Linked DNA regions of Mus musculus: region 1 is linked to region 2. Evidence: chromatin contacts called from public Hi-C data. All regions are on one chromosome and are shown on one strand. The core of a region is the stretch at or near the end of the contact, and the rest is flanking DNA. Distances in the headings are between cores, read along the strand shown. Region 1 overlaps Fig4 (FIG4 phosphoinositide 5-phosphatase). Region 2 has its middle 28 kb from the start of Gm48057.

Region 1 (4,152 bases), core at 468-2,967, 190 kb after region 2:
AGTCAATGAAGTGTGGGGAGATGGCTCAGTCAATGAAGTGCTGGGGAGATGGCTCAGTCCGTGAAGTGTGAGGAGATGGCTCAGTGAAGTGTGGGAAGAAGGCTCAGTCAATGAAGTGTGGGGAGATGGCTCAGTCAATGAAGTGCTGGGGAGATGGCTCAGTCAGTGAAGTGTGAGGATATGGCTCAGTCAGTGAAGTGTGGGGAGATGGTTCATCAGTGAAGTGTGAGGAGATGGCTCAGTCAGTGAAGTGTGGGGAGATGGCTCAGTCAATGAAGTGTGAGATGGCTCAGTCAGTGAAGTGTGAGGATATGGCTCAGTCAGTGAAGTGTGGGGAGATGGTTCATCAGTGAAGTGTGAGGAGATGGCTCAGTCAGTGAAGTGCTGGGGAGATGGCTCAGTCAGTGAAGTGCTGGGGAGATGGCTCAGTCAATGAAATGCTTGCCACACTAGGATGGCGGCTTGAGTTTAAAGCCTCAGTTAAAGCTGGATGTGGTGATGCGTAACCCCAGCCTGGTACATAGCCAGTGTTGAGACAGTGGTTTCGATCAGAGATAGGCAGATCCCTGGAGCTAACCTGCCAGTCAATGGGTGAGCCCTAGGAAAAGCAAGGTGCAGAGCAACTGAAGAAGGCTCTCGATGCCAACCTCTGGCCTTACACACATGTGCAAACCTGTACAAACATCTGTCTCTGTCTCTCTGTCTCTGTCTCTCTGTCTCTGTCTCTGTCTCTCTGTCTCTTCCTCTCTCTCTCTCTCTCTCTCTCTCACACACACACACAAACAGAGAGAGAATGAGGGGGTAAGGGAGGAATGAAAGGCAGGAGGGGAAGAAGGAAGAAGAGCCAAGTTAAAGGAATTTGGAGACAGCTAAATCTCATTGTATGCCAGCTGGCAGGACTGTGTTTCACAGGACAGATACAGGGCTACTGAATGTCTGTGCTTAACACATTATTATGGTGGGTGGTTGAGATAATACACAAATCTATTCATAATTTTGCCTCAGAACAATACTGAAACTCTACAGTTAATTTAATTCAAGATGAGCAGTAAGGATTCTTTAATGGCTGGTTGTATTCAGTGCCAAACTATTTTAAGCAGGCCCTTCTATAAAGTGGCTCCGTTAGTCTTCAGAGATAGCCATCAAGTCAGCTACCAAAGCAGCTCTTGGCCTCCACCGGCAGCACACGGCCTACATTAGTCCAGCGTCTGCTCCTCTCGGAGCCCTTACACATCCATCCTGATATTTAGCTTTCACATCCGCTTTGGAGGAGGGAAGCCCAGTTTTACCTGCTCTAGCGGTCAGATGCGCTAGCTATTTGTAAAGCTGAACTGATGGTCCCTGCTCTCTCTTTGACCCTTGACCTCTGCATAGAACCGCATGTGCATAACATTCCTGGCAAGAATAAGCAGATATCCAATGGCTGCTCAAAGACACCGTCTGGGAACTAAAGCCTTAGACCAGCAGGGGAAGAGACCCTGCCGTCCCAGGGGTGGTAGGGCCAGGGCAACACAAACAGGGCCATGCACTCCACCCAACAACTTGGACTTCTTATCAAGAAATAAACTGGGAGTCCTCCCTCTGCTTCTCAGAACCTGATCCACTGAAAGCAGACTCACAGAAATAATGACAAACTCTACGGACAGGACATGCCAACCCTAGCTGGCATGGCTTTATCAAGCAGCAGGCAGGTCCTCCCGTGATCCCAGTGCTACATTGAACAATACATCTGTGATGTTGAGATAGTTCCTGCTGCATCTGAGTCAGAATAAAGCTCAAGATATCCCCAGGACTGCTGGGGTAACAGGGGGCAGGAAGAAATGGATTCACAAAGAACCACTGTTTCCTGATCCAGTCACAGGGAGCCCCTCATAGACCTAAGCTGGAGTTCTGTGTGGCCCGAAGACTCCCGGCTCCTACCGCAGACTAAGTCAGAACACCTGACCGAGAGGGCAGCTGCTGAGCCCGCGGGACGATTCTAACATCTAGGAACGCTTGCCAGCTTCTGGTCTATCATGGCCACCATCAGTTATATAGATGAGACATGTAGAATGCTAAATATGAGCTTGCTTGAATTCTTACAGTGATGGGAATCAAACCAAGGACTCTGGACACCTTAGGCAAACATACTACCGCTCAGCCATACTCTAACTACTTAAACAGTTTTTTCTTTTAACTTTTTATTGCTTCAGTTTCACATTGTGTAGCCGAATCCCACTCACCTCTCCCTTCCTCCTTATCCACCCTTGCAACCTCCCCACAAAAGAAAAAAAAATAAACAAAACATAAAAACCATCTCGTCCAGGGAGTTGTAGTGTGTCGCATGTGTTCCACAGTATACGCTTCTGTCCACACGTCTTTAATTGCAAACATTCATTGCAATGAGTCATTGGTCTGGTTCGAGGCCTCTGGCTTCTGCTACACTATCAGGACCAGCTCTTTCACTCGCTCCAGCAGTGCATAGATGGAGTACATGTTGGTGTGGGTCAACTCCAGGATGGGGATCTGGGCCTGAGTGGTCAGCCCACCAGCTGTCCTGCGCCCACACCACCAGGGTGAACTTTCCTGTACTGCCTGGCTGGCTCACCTAAGACTGTAGCCGGCAGGGGGCAGGGCCAGCTCTCCTGCTTTCATACCCTCAGGGGTAGCTCAACCACATCCATGCCACCTTATGTGGCAGGGACAGCTCTCCCATGCTCACCCATGCTCCCACCACCAGGGCCAGCTCTACTGTGCCAAGTGAGGTGCAGGGCCCTGCTCTCCCAAGTGCCAGAGCCAGTGAGGGACAGAGCCAGCTCTTCCTAGCCCTTGGACATCAACCTGGTCCCAGACCATGGCCAACTCAGACCAGGGACTTTCATAGGGTCTTTAGTTGGTAATCTGAGCCATGGACATGGCCCATAGCGGCACTACAGGCAGAGACTTCACCGTGGCCTCAGGTGTCAGCCCAGGCTACTCACAACTCTCTCCACCCTCCCCTCCCAGTTCCACTCCTCTTCATAGAGCTCAAACCACCCCACTCATCTTTCTCTCCCCTCTGTCCACCACACACTTGCACACCTTGATGGCTTCTGCTGTGGGCAGGACACACAGCTGACGGAAACCTGGGTGTCTTCTGCTCACACACACTGTGGGCGGGCCTCTGGGTGTCCCCTAGACACTCATATCTTGTGGCAGCAGGCTGGCCAATCTTATTATGTAGCCCAGGCTAGCCTCAGATGTCTGAATGCAGGAGTTGCGGGGGCATACCATCGTGTCTGACTCAAACAGACTAGCAAACTTCTGATCCTACTCCCTCTGTGTCCCACGTGTTGGGAGCATAGAACATGAGGTTTCTTTTAAATGACAAAATACCACTAGCCCTACATCGGAGGGCACAGTTTAATGCTTAATTATAAAGACATGAGCAGCAATAACAGATTCAGCTCTGATTTTCTAATGAGATTATTTATTTATTTATTTATTTATTTATTTAATTTACTTCTCAAGGGACATATGCATTTCTGAGGTGGGAAAGAAAACAAAATCCATACCACTCAGAGGCTGTTGGACAGAGACCGAGTGAAGTTAAAGACCAGCACAGACAGACAATCTCTTATCATAGTGGTAGCACTGGGTGCCAGATTAAAACAAAACAAAACCACCAAAACTAGCATTTAAATACCACACACTGTAGAAATGGTGAGACAAATTTCTTTTATGGATTCCAGTAGAGTGACCTAGCTTATTAGTGTACTTTGGTGACAAAAAGTAAATAAAAATTAAAAAAAAAATCAACACTTGTCTCCTGGGCATGAGCAGAGGGAATTTAGCTTTAAGCTCCTCACAGCCTCAAAGGGAGAAGACCTATTGCCCCGCACTCAAATGCCAGTTGTATTTTTGGACATAAAATATTATAATTACATTGCAGACGCTAGCAGGGTGTTCTGTATTTTCCCCCAAGGAATGGTGCAGCCTTATTTAGAATAATATATTTACCCATTCGTTTCCGAGCTGCTTAACACACATCGCTTGGTGAGCACTGATGACATTCACCCTTAACTGCGGCTCTCACAGCAGCAGAGAAACACTCCAGGCAGGAATTCATTAGACACACTAGATGGTTTTAAGGAAACCCCTCACTGGTGCCCTTTAATGCTCTTTGTTCAGTGG
Region 2 (4,348 bases), core at 709-3,208:
CCTGCTTAGCATGGACCATTGGCTATGAGATGAGAAGGGGGTCAGCAGGGTGAGGGCCTGAAAGGATGGCCCAGGCATGGTGCAGGCAGGAGGGAAAACACACCAAGCTGCAGAGACAGGACTAGAACTGAAAAGGCCAGTGACAACACTGAGTGGTAGCCCTGTAAGGGTTTCCTGTGTGCCAGGCTCCGTTGGAAGTTTTAGTTATTATTTTTTAAAAGATTTGTTTGTTTGTTTATTTATTATATGTGTATAAATACATAGTCACTATCTTCAGACACACCAGAAGACAGTGTAGACAGTGTCATATTGCAGATGGTCAGATGGTCGTGAGCCACTATGTGGTTGCTAGGATTTGAACTCAGGACCTCTGGAAGGGCAGCCAGTACTCTTAACTGCTGAACCATCTCTCCAGCCACACACTGGAAGCTTTTTGTAAGAGTGGTTTCATCTATTCCGTACCATCACCAAGGAGGTGGACACTATGATTGTATCCATGTGACAGCTTCAGAGAAGGAGGTCAGCTACAGTGAGGCCCAACACACTTGTAGAAGACAGTGTCATATTGCAGTGTCAAAAAATAGACACCCTTGCTGGGTGTGGTGGCGCACGCCTTTAATCCCAGCACTTGGGAGGCAGAGGCAGGCAGATTTCTGAGTTCAAGGCCAGCCTGGTCTACAGAGTGAGTTCCAGGACAGCCAAGGCTATACAGAGAAACCCTGTTTTAAAAAAGAAAAAAAAATAGACATCTTTGCTAGAGAGAGCTGTGTTGTCTGTTTGAGGAGGAGGAGGAGGAGGAGGAGTGTGGTATTTGGTCAGCTTCCGTGTGACAATCTTGTTGCAGCTGAGCTGTGATCTCCTGGCATGGTTCATAGCTATGTTGAGGAGTTACTCAGAATTCACCGTTGTTTACAGGTTACACTTGGTCCTTTGCAATGCTAATCTTACATTCTGTCTCACCAGTACTTGTGAATGAACCTGGGTGCCCTGACCTATCTTGTGAACATGGGCTGCCTGGCGTGTACACTCACGTGGGGAGGCCAATGAGGAGCGAAAGCCTAGGATATCATTTAATGCAAGCAGTACTGAGACCGTCTATGACAAGCTGGTGGGATGCTGACAAAGGTGCAGGCCGCGAAGCAGACTTCTCTGTTGGACACGGATGGGCAACGATGTCACACAGTGCCCAGCCTGGGGTAAAATGTCCCACACTGGTATCTGATTTATGCTTATGGTTTTTTGTGTTGTTTTCTGATTCACAGGATGTGGCTTAGGCCCTTAATCATTCATTTTAATGTGTGCCTCTCATGAAAATGGCAACAAGCAGTAGCAACCGGTATTCTGTGACCTCTCAGCATGTGCTTCAGCCTGTGTCAGAATTTGATGTCTTAGGATACTGGGTGTGCTCTGAAGTCTTCATGGGTGACTCCAGTCTCTCTTAATTTCATCACACACTCAAGGGTATCAGTATCTCCATTTACATGTTAAAAAAAAAACACAGAAAGGTGAAGTAGCTTGTGCATAGTCAGTCAGTGGTTATACAGACTTGGGATTTGAACCTAGAACTTGGAGTCCTGCCATTGTGTCCCTCTGCATTTCCATGGTGCATGCATGAGAACTCTATTCTTTGGGAAGGTCTGGGCAGTGGCTTCAAAGAGGAATACTGACTACTGGAAATCCAAGTGGAGTGGGATTTGAACCCGGATCTATCGAACTCTCAAGCTCTGCTTGAGGCTGCTGTTCTAGCCCAGAAACAGGATAAGGGACTGGATCACATGATCATGGAGATGAAAAGGGCCCAAGGTGCGCTGTCTGCAAGCTGGGAACAGAGGGATGCAAGCGACCAGTGCCATTCAGTTTGAGTTCTGAGTCCGAAGGTCAGAGAATGGGAGGTGTGGATAGAAGTGCCAGGAAATGACAGGCGTGGCACATGGCGTTGCATACTCTGGGTGGGGCACCATCTGGCAGAGTCTGTGAGTCTGATAACGGGCGTGGGGAGCAAGGGTAATGTGAATAGCTGAGGTAGGAAGGGTAGCTCTCAGAGAATCCCAGGCAGTTCGTGGTAAGGAACATCTATGATTCTGGCTAAGTATCATCAAGACAGTGGTTCGAGGCTGGACCTGGTTGCCGTGTTTCTACCTCCACAACCATACTGTTCATGTATCCTCTCTGAGATTTAAATTATCACACCTGTCCTTATGGTGATAGCCCAAGACTGCTGTGGCAATTAAATGGTACAGGGAATATGAGAAGGTGGGCAGGCTGGTGGGCAGCGACTTCCGGCCCAACCCACGTCCCCCACTAGATGTGGGAACCAGAGTCTCTCTCTTCTGTCCATGTTTAGGAGGGGCCAACTGGCATTTAGTTTTCAATTTTTTGAAGGAATCTATGCTATCAAGACTTTAGGATACGTGTTGTACCCTGCTTCCGAGGCTACCTCTCCCAGAGCCATCCTATGGTAAAGTGCTATAGTCAAATAGTCATGGTGGTCACTTGACAGATGTCAGAAGCTCTGGCACAGTCCAGGAAGCTACACACCAGGTTTGGTCAAGGCCCTGATCTCACCACTCTCCCCCGTTCTGTTCTGAGCAGCTGGGGATGGGGATGGGTCAGTGGGGGAGGGGAAGTAGTGGGGCTGTACATCAGTCTGCTTCATGCTACATTCATAAAAACAGCCCGGGAAGAAAGAGGAAGGCTAAGGGTGAGCTTCACCCACATCCCACTTTGCACTGTGTTAAGCACCATTCCAAGCATTGCTGTGAACGTAAGACTCACAGTGAACCCTACAAGTAGGGAGTTAACATCGGCGTCATGATTATCCAAGTGAAATCATTAGGCCTCCTCCAGCGGTTTCGTGGAGAATTCTTGAAATGGAGATTTTCAGTGTCCCCCTCAAGACCTTTTGAATTAATGTCTCCGAGGTGCTGGGTGTTGAATTCCAGGATCCTGTGCATGTTAGGCAAGCACTTTAATGGCTGAGTGAAAAGGAGAGACAAGAGGAGGAGGTTGTGACTAAAGTATGGGTTCGATTTTTAGCATAGATGTAAGTAAGGGCAGGTAGAGGGAAGAGTCTAGGCTGACTGTGGAGGGCCAACTAAACTGGGACTATGAGAGGAAAGAGAGGGAGGAGCCACAGGCACTAAGGGATGCTTGGAGGGCTGGGAGGGGCCACAAGTACTGAGGGACCTGGGAGAGCTGGCCAGTGTCTGCATACATTAAATAGGCATCCCAGCCATTTGTCCCAGGGGTCTGAGACTTAGGCCAGGAGCTGCTTCCGGTCTTCACGGAAGTCCTCACAGGTAAGATACTTTCCCAAACACTCTGAGTTACTTCATCAAGCAGGGCTTTCATTGGAGCACCATGACGGTGTGGCAAGACACAATTGGCCAAGGATTTAGGTGCTTGGGGTTGGATCAAACACTGTATATAAGCTCATGGGTTGGGCAATAAACTCTGATTTCCTGTTGCTGGTCTCTGGAGTTGGAGCGCCTGGGATTTGTCACATGACTATGTTGCCTCTCATCCACCACGCTCGGTCCTGTTGCCACAGAACAGGACCAAGAAAACTGCTGTACTCCCAGACCCTCTTTATCTGTGCATGCTTCCAGCCACCTTCCCAACCCCCTGAAATATATTGCTAGTAATTTGATAATTTTTTGTAGAGTTTTAATTCCATGCCTACAAAATACCTTGGAACAAAAGGAAGAAAATAAAAGTCAAGGGAAAATGTCCTTTTGGAGTAGTAGACTCAGGCGACCCTCGAGGCTCAGATAAGTGCATAGGATGATTCCTTCCAAAGACGGTTCCAGAAACTGAGGGCAGATGAAGTCTTTGTGCTCCCTTAAGTCCTTGGAAAGGAACAAATTCTTTGTTTCCATGGGAATACATTATTTCCATGGGTGTCCATCTTCATGCACTCTCCCCATGCCAGTACTAAGGAAAAAATTCACATGATGCTAAGTGGTACCCTCTTTTAAGGTCCCAACTACCACCCGTACAAATTAGTGAGCATTGTGTGAGAATGCTATCTTTGGCCATGGTGTTATGTTATTGATTAGCCTAAGACCTGTCTATGCTGACTTGCCCTTCTCACGAGAAAGCTGATGTTGAGAAGGTAGCAGTCACAGCTGTCATTAGGCGGTTGACTTCTTTCTGATGGGTTTCCATGGCCACTTTAGTAACTTCCTGCTAGGCTTGGATATAAATTGTGTGAATCCTGAAGCTCATATAGCTTTGGGGTCCTCATTCAGGATTTCTAAGGAAGCCACAGATAACCAGAACTGTCACAGGTACAAACGGCTCCCCAGTTCCATCAATTCTTTGTTTCTTACCTCTTTTTTCTGCTTTC

What was found. A called contact is a pair of places that touch in the nucleus more often than the background predicts.
Region 1: a Hi-C map of erythroid progenitors shows a contact between it and region 2, with 7 times the contacts expected there. The contact joins two enhancer-like sites. A contact is called at or near these places in 3 of 484 Hi-C or Micro-C datasets (embryonic stem cells, erythroblasts and erythroid progenitors), 1 of 115 datasets of contacts at active chromatin or transcription factors (fetal liver) and 1 of 9 other capture datasets (embryonic stem cells).

The regions. Positions count from the first base shown.
Region 1 is chr10:41,194,859-41,199,010 of GRCm38.p6, forward strand. The region is part of intron 22 of Fig4 (FIG4 phosphoinositide 5-phosphatase); the gene reads right to left. Among named protein-coding and RNA genes, the nearest start is that of Gm25526, 19 kb to the right of the region's middle. Within about 2 kb of position 1,718, at least 12 of the 459 cell types and tissues checked have an H3K27ac peak or open chromatin away from gene starts, as enhancers often do. A contact at or near this core is called in erythroblasts, erythroid progenitors and fetal liver, where this site is marked.
Region 2 is chr10:41,004,928-41,009,275 of GRCm38.p6, forward strand. No RefSeq gene overlaps it. Among named protein-coding and RNA genes, the nearest start is that of Gm48057, 28 kb to the right of the region's middle. Within about 2 kb of position 1,959, at least 28 of the 459 cell types and tissues checked have an H3K27ac peak or open chromatin away from gene starts, as enhancers often do. A contact at or near this core is called in erythroblasts, erythroid progenitors and fetal liver, where this site is marked.